Linked DNA regions of Cricetulus griseus: region 2 is linked to region 1. Evidence: chromatin contacts called from public Hi-C data. All regions are on one chromosome and are shown on one strand. Each heading gives the region's core, a stretch centred on a gene start, on an enhancer-like site or on the middle of the called end of the contact. The rest is flanking DNA. Distances are from core to core; before and after follow the strand shown. Region 1 overlaps Dcaf5 (DDB1- and CUL4-associated factor 5). Region 2 overlaps Actn1 (alpha-actinin-1).

Region 1 (2,700 bases), core at 139-2,638:
CAAACTAAATGCTACTGTCACCTAATCTAGCAGTGAATATTATTAAATTTGGATATTTCAAATATACTAGAGATAAACAAACCATGCATTAGTAGCCAGCCTAAAGCAGGGATAGAAAACTATAGAGAGAGCTTTGACTGAAAATCAAACCATGCAAGATCATGTGAACTGGGCCACCATAACATCTGGAGCATAATAAATGTTCAGCAAACATCTGCTTTATTACTTTTAAAAGACACAAAGCTAGGAAATATTGTTTTCATTCACCTATTAATCAGACAGACCATGAAAGCAAACATGAGATAAAATACCCTGTGGAGTAAGGCACAGAGATCTCATGATGGCCCATATCAGAGTACAGATAACACACAGATTTGCTCTATTATTACAGTGAGGTATCAACTTGCTACAGTAATTAAAAAAAAAGATTTCACAAGAAAATCTACCTTTGTTTAAAGAAAAAAATCATCTACTTGACGACACAGAGGCTGTCATGGTGGTGATGGACTGAAACTGAGTGGAAGCTACCCCACTTTAACAGAATACAGGCTTTCCAGTTGCCCAGAGTTTCCACTTATTGTGTACTCCAGACAAATTCACTCATTTTTGTAGTCTGTCATGTTCCTAAGAGTCTGAGTTCTAGTCCTTGCTGTAAACACATATGTATCAGTTGTAAGCACACATGTGCAATTTGGGCTCCTTACCTTTCTGAACCTCAGCTTTCTCAAAAGTAAGAATTGGTTCAAAATGATCTCTGAAAGCTCTGTGATTAGAACTTATAAGACACAAAGTGGTATCAGCAATATTTCATACTTTATTCCTTGGTCTTATTTCTCAAAATATTAATTTTATTTTGAGGCAAATAAACTACCTACTAAATGTAAGATAGTAAAAAAAAAATAAAATAAGTTCAGGCCCTCCGACACAATATCTGAATCCATTCATGGGCCTGACTAATTTCCTTGTAATTAAAAGCTAGAAGGCTGTCTCAGATAGATAGGATCATCCATGTTCATTCATTCCTATTATGGAAATTCTCAAATTCCTCTCTAGGATGATTACCCTGCCTATGACTAAATAAAGAGTGCACAGCACAGAGCCCCAGGGTACGGGAGTTTTCAGAGTATAGACATAGGAATGATGACAATATAAACATGGAAGTAGTAGCAAATGCCTGTAATCCTACCCACTTAGAAGGCTGAGACATTATGATTGCAAGTTTGAGGCCAGACTAGGCAAATATATTGAGACCCTATCCCAAACAACTTAAAAGCAGCAAGAAGATCCTGTCTGGACTAGTAAAATACTCCCAGTTGTAGAGATCACAGTTAACTGGCTGAGTAAGCCTTGACTGTGGAGGAAGTCAGAGTCTATGAATCACTTTTGAGAGACATGTTCCACGACTAGGACAGTAAATCTGTCTGGCACTTAAAACTGTTTGTACACTTAAAACTATGAGCTTAGAGGACTAGTTTCATCATAAATCCATTACTTAATTCATCCTAATCAAGGCCTCTCAAAGTTGAACAGAAGAAATGATTATCAATCCTGATTTACAGCTGTAGAAGCTTTCTGTCCAGAAAGCTAAATACCACACATTGATCAAAGTACTCAACGAGTGACTTCAGCAAGTATTTATTGTGCTTTTACTACATCCTGGGACTTGGAGAAAAGACAATGATGGGTTAGCTATGCTCTTAGTCCCTAAGGAATAAACAAAAATGTCAGACATAAATCTATTTCCTAACCCACAGGGTTAGATGTCTCTGATATCTATAAGGGGGATACAAGTAGACTGAAGACTGATTCAAGGCCAGAGTTAATAACTTTCACATCCTCTTCATCCAAAAAAAAAAAAAAAAAATTTACTGTAACCCAAAAGCAATGTAGTTTATCAAAGAAACTATAATGTCTATAAACTCTCACTAGGATAAAAGCCATAAAAATAACTTAGTCAAATCTGAACAAAGAAAATCAAAAGATACTCAATGTTTTTTGTTTTTTGGGTTTTTTGTTTTGTTTTTTGTTTTTGTTTTTTCGAGACAGAGTTTCTCTGTGGCTTTGGAGGCTGTCCTGGAACTAGCTCATGTAGACCAGGCTGGTCTTGAACTCACAGAGATCCCCCTGCCTCTGCCTCCTGAGTGCTGGGACTAAAAAGGCGTGTGCCACCACTGCCCTCGCTCAATGTTTTTTTATCATTATATATTAATCTACAAGGCAAAACCCACTTTACATGGCTCTGCTTCTGACAATACCTACCCAAGTGCCTCTGGGCATGCTGGGTATTTACAATCTCTAGATTAGTTTCTCAACCAGGGAACACATTCCTCTTTTAAGGGGCGTTTGGCCATGTTTGACTTTTTTTTTTGTCTTTCAGGAGGACAAATGAGGATGACATTATTGGCATCTAGTGAGGAGAGGCCCCCTGCTGTTACCCATCTCACAACACACAGAACAACCAACCTATCACAGAAGAGACTCATCAGGCCAAAATACTAAGTGCTAAGATTGAGAGACCAGGGTCTACCTGTCGGCAGAGGCCTTTGATCTGAGTGTTTTAAAGATACCATATGCTTTGGATGCTAATATAGTCTGAAGAAAACATAGTATCTACTTTCTTTACCTATTTCATCTTTCCTGCAGCCTACTTTCTTGGCAGTAAGAGAAGAAATTATTACATTTATTATATATTCATATTAG
Region 2 (2,700 bases), core at 133-2,632, 170 kb before region 1:
CCCTCTGCAATACTACTGCACTGGGTCTGCATTGGTGTGCCGGGCAAAGGAACACCAGTGTTCACTTGGGACATGAGACACAATGTAATTCTTCTTGCTGAGAGTCAAAGATAGCACCTGATCAGCACGTTCATCCAGAAGTTTGCAGAAAATGCTGCGGGGGAGGCATTAAAATCAGGATGAGAAAGCTGGGATGGGTGAGAGTCATGTACTCAGGCTGACCGGGTGGATCCTCCTGCATCCACCTCCCAAATGCTGGCTGGGGTTACAGGTGTGTGTGGTTACAAGCCCCACCTCATAATGGATTATCTTTTTAAAGATGTATTTTCATCTATAATCTCCAGTATCCTAACAACCCTAACGCTGAAAAAGTTCAAATTGATAGGCACAGACTCCCAGCTCTCACAGGTAAACCGGCGAGAGACATGGACAAATACAAAACAGGAAATTAGGTATCATTTTCCCAGATGTTAAATTAATAAACTTTAAAAACAAATTTAAACACACACATTATTATTACACTGCAACCAGAAGCATAAACTGGCTTTAAAAAGGGAAGAAAAAAAAAAAAAAACCTGTCTGAAGAAGCTGGCTATGGGGAGCAAGCATCTCAAAGCTGTTCAATTCTGGCAATGAAATCCTATCTCTGTCCCCAGCCAGACCTGCAGTGCAGAGTAAGGTTTCTGTCTAAATACCCTGTAGTTCAGTTATTTATCATGGAAGCTATGTTCAAAGGACAAAGAGTGACTTAAGTCCCCAGAGCCCCACCGCCCTTCTGCTCAAAGCCATGGCTTTCCACCCCACCCAGAGTCCAGGGGCCCACAAGGCCCTCTCAGGCTGGTTGAGCCTCCTGGGCCCTTCCTTGCACCCTTTCTGGCATCCTCATTGTTCCCTCTCCCGGGATATCCACTGGGCTTGTCCCTCCCCTCCCCGCAGGCCATCTCACTGTAGCCTTCCTTGACCACCCACTGATGCTTCACTACTCTCTACATGATATCATAGGTACTTCTGGTTGTCTTCTGGATGGACAAGGATCAGACTTTACAGTCTTGCATCACTGCTCAGAGCCCAGTACAGGCCTAGCACTGAGTAAGGCCTCCATGAGTGAGTGAGTGAGTGAGTGAGTGAGTGAGTGAGTGAATGAATGAGGGAGGGAGAGAGGGAAGGAGGAAGGAAAAGAAGGAGGAAGGGAGGGAGGGAAGGAGAAAGGGAAGGAGGGAGGGAGAGAGGGAGAGGTTGATAATAGTGTAAGAGGCGGGCAGAGGCACACAGGCCTGTCATTAGCCCTGGAGAAACTATCAGTGCTTAGCCACTCCCAAGGCAGGCCCAGGTAACAGCTCAACCTTGCTCAAGCAGATATTAACAGACCCATCCACACTGCATTCCTGAGGCTTTAATGACTCAGGGGAAAGAAATCCTTACAATGAAATTTTATGGGCAGCATTCTGACTCTGAGGGGAAATTTTTTTTTTAGTTTATAAAAGCGGTGACACTCAAGTTCAGCTTTCCTGGAACGGGGGTGTTCCTCCCCTCTGCCTGACTCCATGACGCACCCTCCCTCCCCCCGGGACCTTTCAAGCACGAGTGGGACAATTGTTTTTGGGGTCCTCTCCCCCTTCCTCAGAACTCGGTGAATTCTAAGTCACATCGAAGAGGCAAAACTAACACCAGAGAAAAGGAGGGGCAATGGAGTGTTAAGATCAGGAGAGACTGTGGGGTGTGCTCGGGTCAGGAGGGACAGGGACAGTGGGGTGCGCTCAGCTAAGGAGCCCCTCACTGCCTCAGCCCCATTAATTATTCTCAGTCCTGGACCCCAGGGGACACAGTGGAGCCCGTCAGGACAGATGAGGGTTAGACCTCAGCCATGGAGCCTGAACAGGTGCCCTCTGTTTCAAAGCAACCTGCAATCTACCTCTGGCAATTTTTCTGAACCTGGCACCCCTCACCCTAAAAGACAGCCTGTCAAACCTGTGTCACCAGCCTATCCTGAGGAGGTAACCCTGGGATGCTTCCTGTTGAGTCAGGGTCAGGCTAGCTCAAGACATACTCAAGCATCTGCCACCTCTCTCCCTTCCTTTTTGCTTAGCCTTTGCCAAATTTTCCTTTCTTAAATTCTGCTTTTGCTGACTTCTCTTTTTCTAGACCTGCCATAATGGCCCTGCATTCCCACTCAGCAACAGCTGATCGGATCTATGTGAGCCCAGCCTTCTTTGAAGGAAAAGCTCTTTCCAATTCACTACAGTCCTCACCCAAGCCCATTTCCCACAATCTCTCCTCCCTTACCTTAGTGGGGACCTGAACTGGTGCCAGACCATTGAGTGGCACTTTTCTTGGCTTCCCCTGCCTGAGAAAACTCTGCCAGGCTTCAGCCTTCCCTAGTAGAACAAGATGTTCTTTTCTTTTTATTAAGAGGCAGAAAAATGCTTTTCCAGCCACAAAGTGAGTACCTGCCACACACATGTGCTTTGAACATACACCCAGCATCAGCAGCTAGAAGCTGTGGCCACAGGTCTAAGAGAACATAGCCTCTGCTCTTGAGACGGTCAAAGCTGCAGGGTTGCCAGGATCCAGAGGTGTGGCCACCACCTTGAGCACCAACCGCATAGGTAAGACAAGGGTCAGCTGATGCTCTCAATACAGGACCTGCCAAGGAATAGTTTTGGCTTCGCTGGCCACATGATTTTTGCAACTACTACTGAA

What was found. A called contact is a pair of places that touch in the nucleus more often than the background predicts.
Region 2: a Hi-C map of fibroblasts shows a contact between it and region 1, with 3 times the contacts expected there. The contact joins two enhancer-like sites. A contact is called at or near these places in 6 of 8 Hi-C or Micro-C datasets (the CHK-Q cell line, the CHO-K1 cell line, the CHO-S cell line and 2 more).

Annotation. Positions count from the first base shown.
Region 1 is chr5:123,265,154-123,267,853 of CriGri-PICRH-1.0, reverse strand. All of the region lies in intron 6 of Dcaf5 (DDB1- and CUL4-associated factor 5), which reads right to left. Among named protein-coding and RNA genes, the nearest start is that of Mir1843, 15 kb to the right of the region's middle. Within about 2 kb of position 1,388, at least 2 of the 6 cell types and tissues checked have open chromatin away from gene starts, as enhancers often do. A contact at or near this core is called in the CHO-K1 cell line and fibroblasts, where this site is marked.
Region 2 is chr5:123,433,428-123,436,127 of CriGri-PICRH-1.0, reverse strand. The region is part of intron 3 of Actn1 (alpha-actinin-1); the gene reads right to left. Among named protein-coding and RNA genes, the nearest start is that of Actn1, 61 kb to the right of the region's middle. Within about 2 kb of position 1,382, at least 3 of the 6 cell types and tissues checked have open chromatin away from gene starts, as enhancers often do. A contact at or near this core is called in the CHO-K1 cell line and fibroblasts, where this site is marked.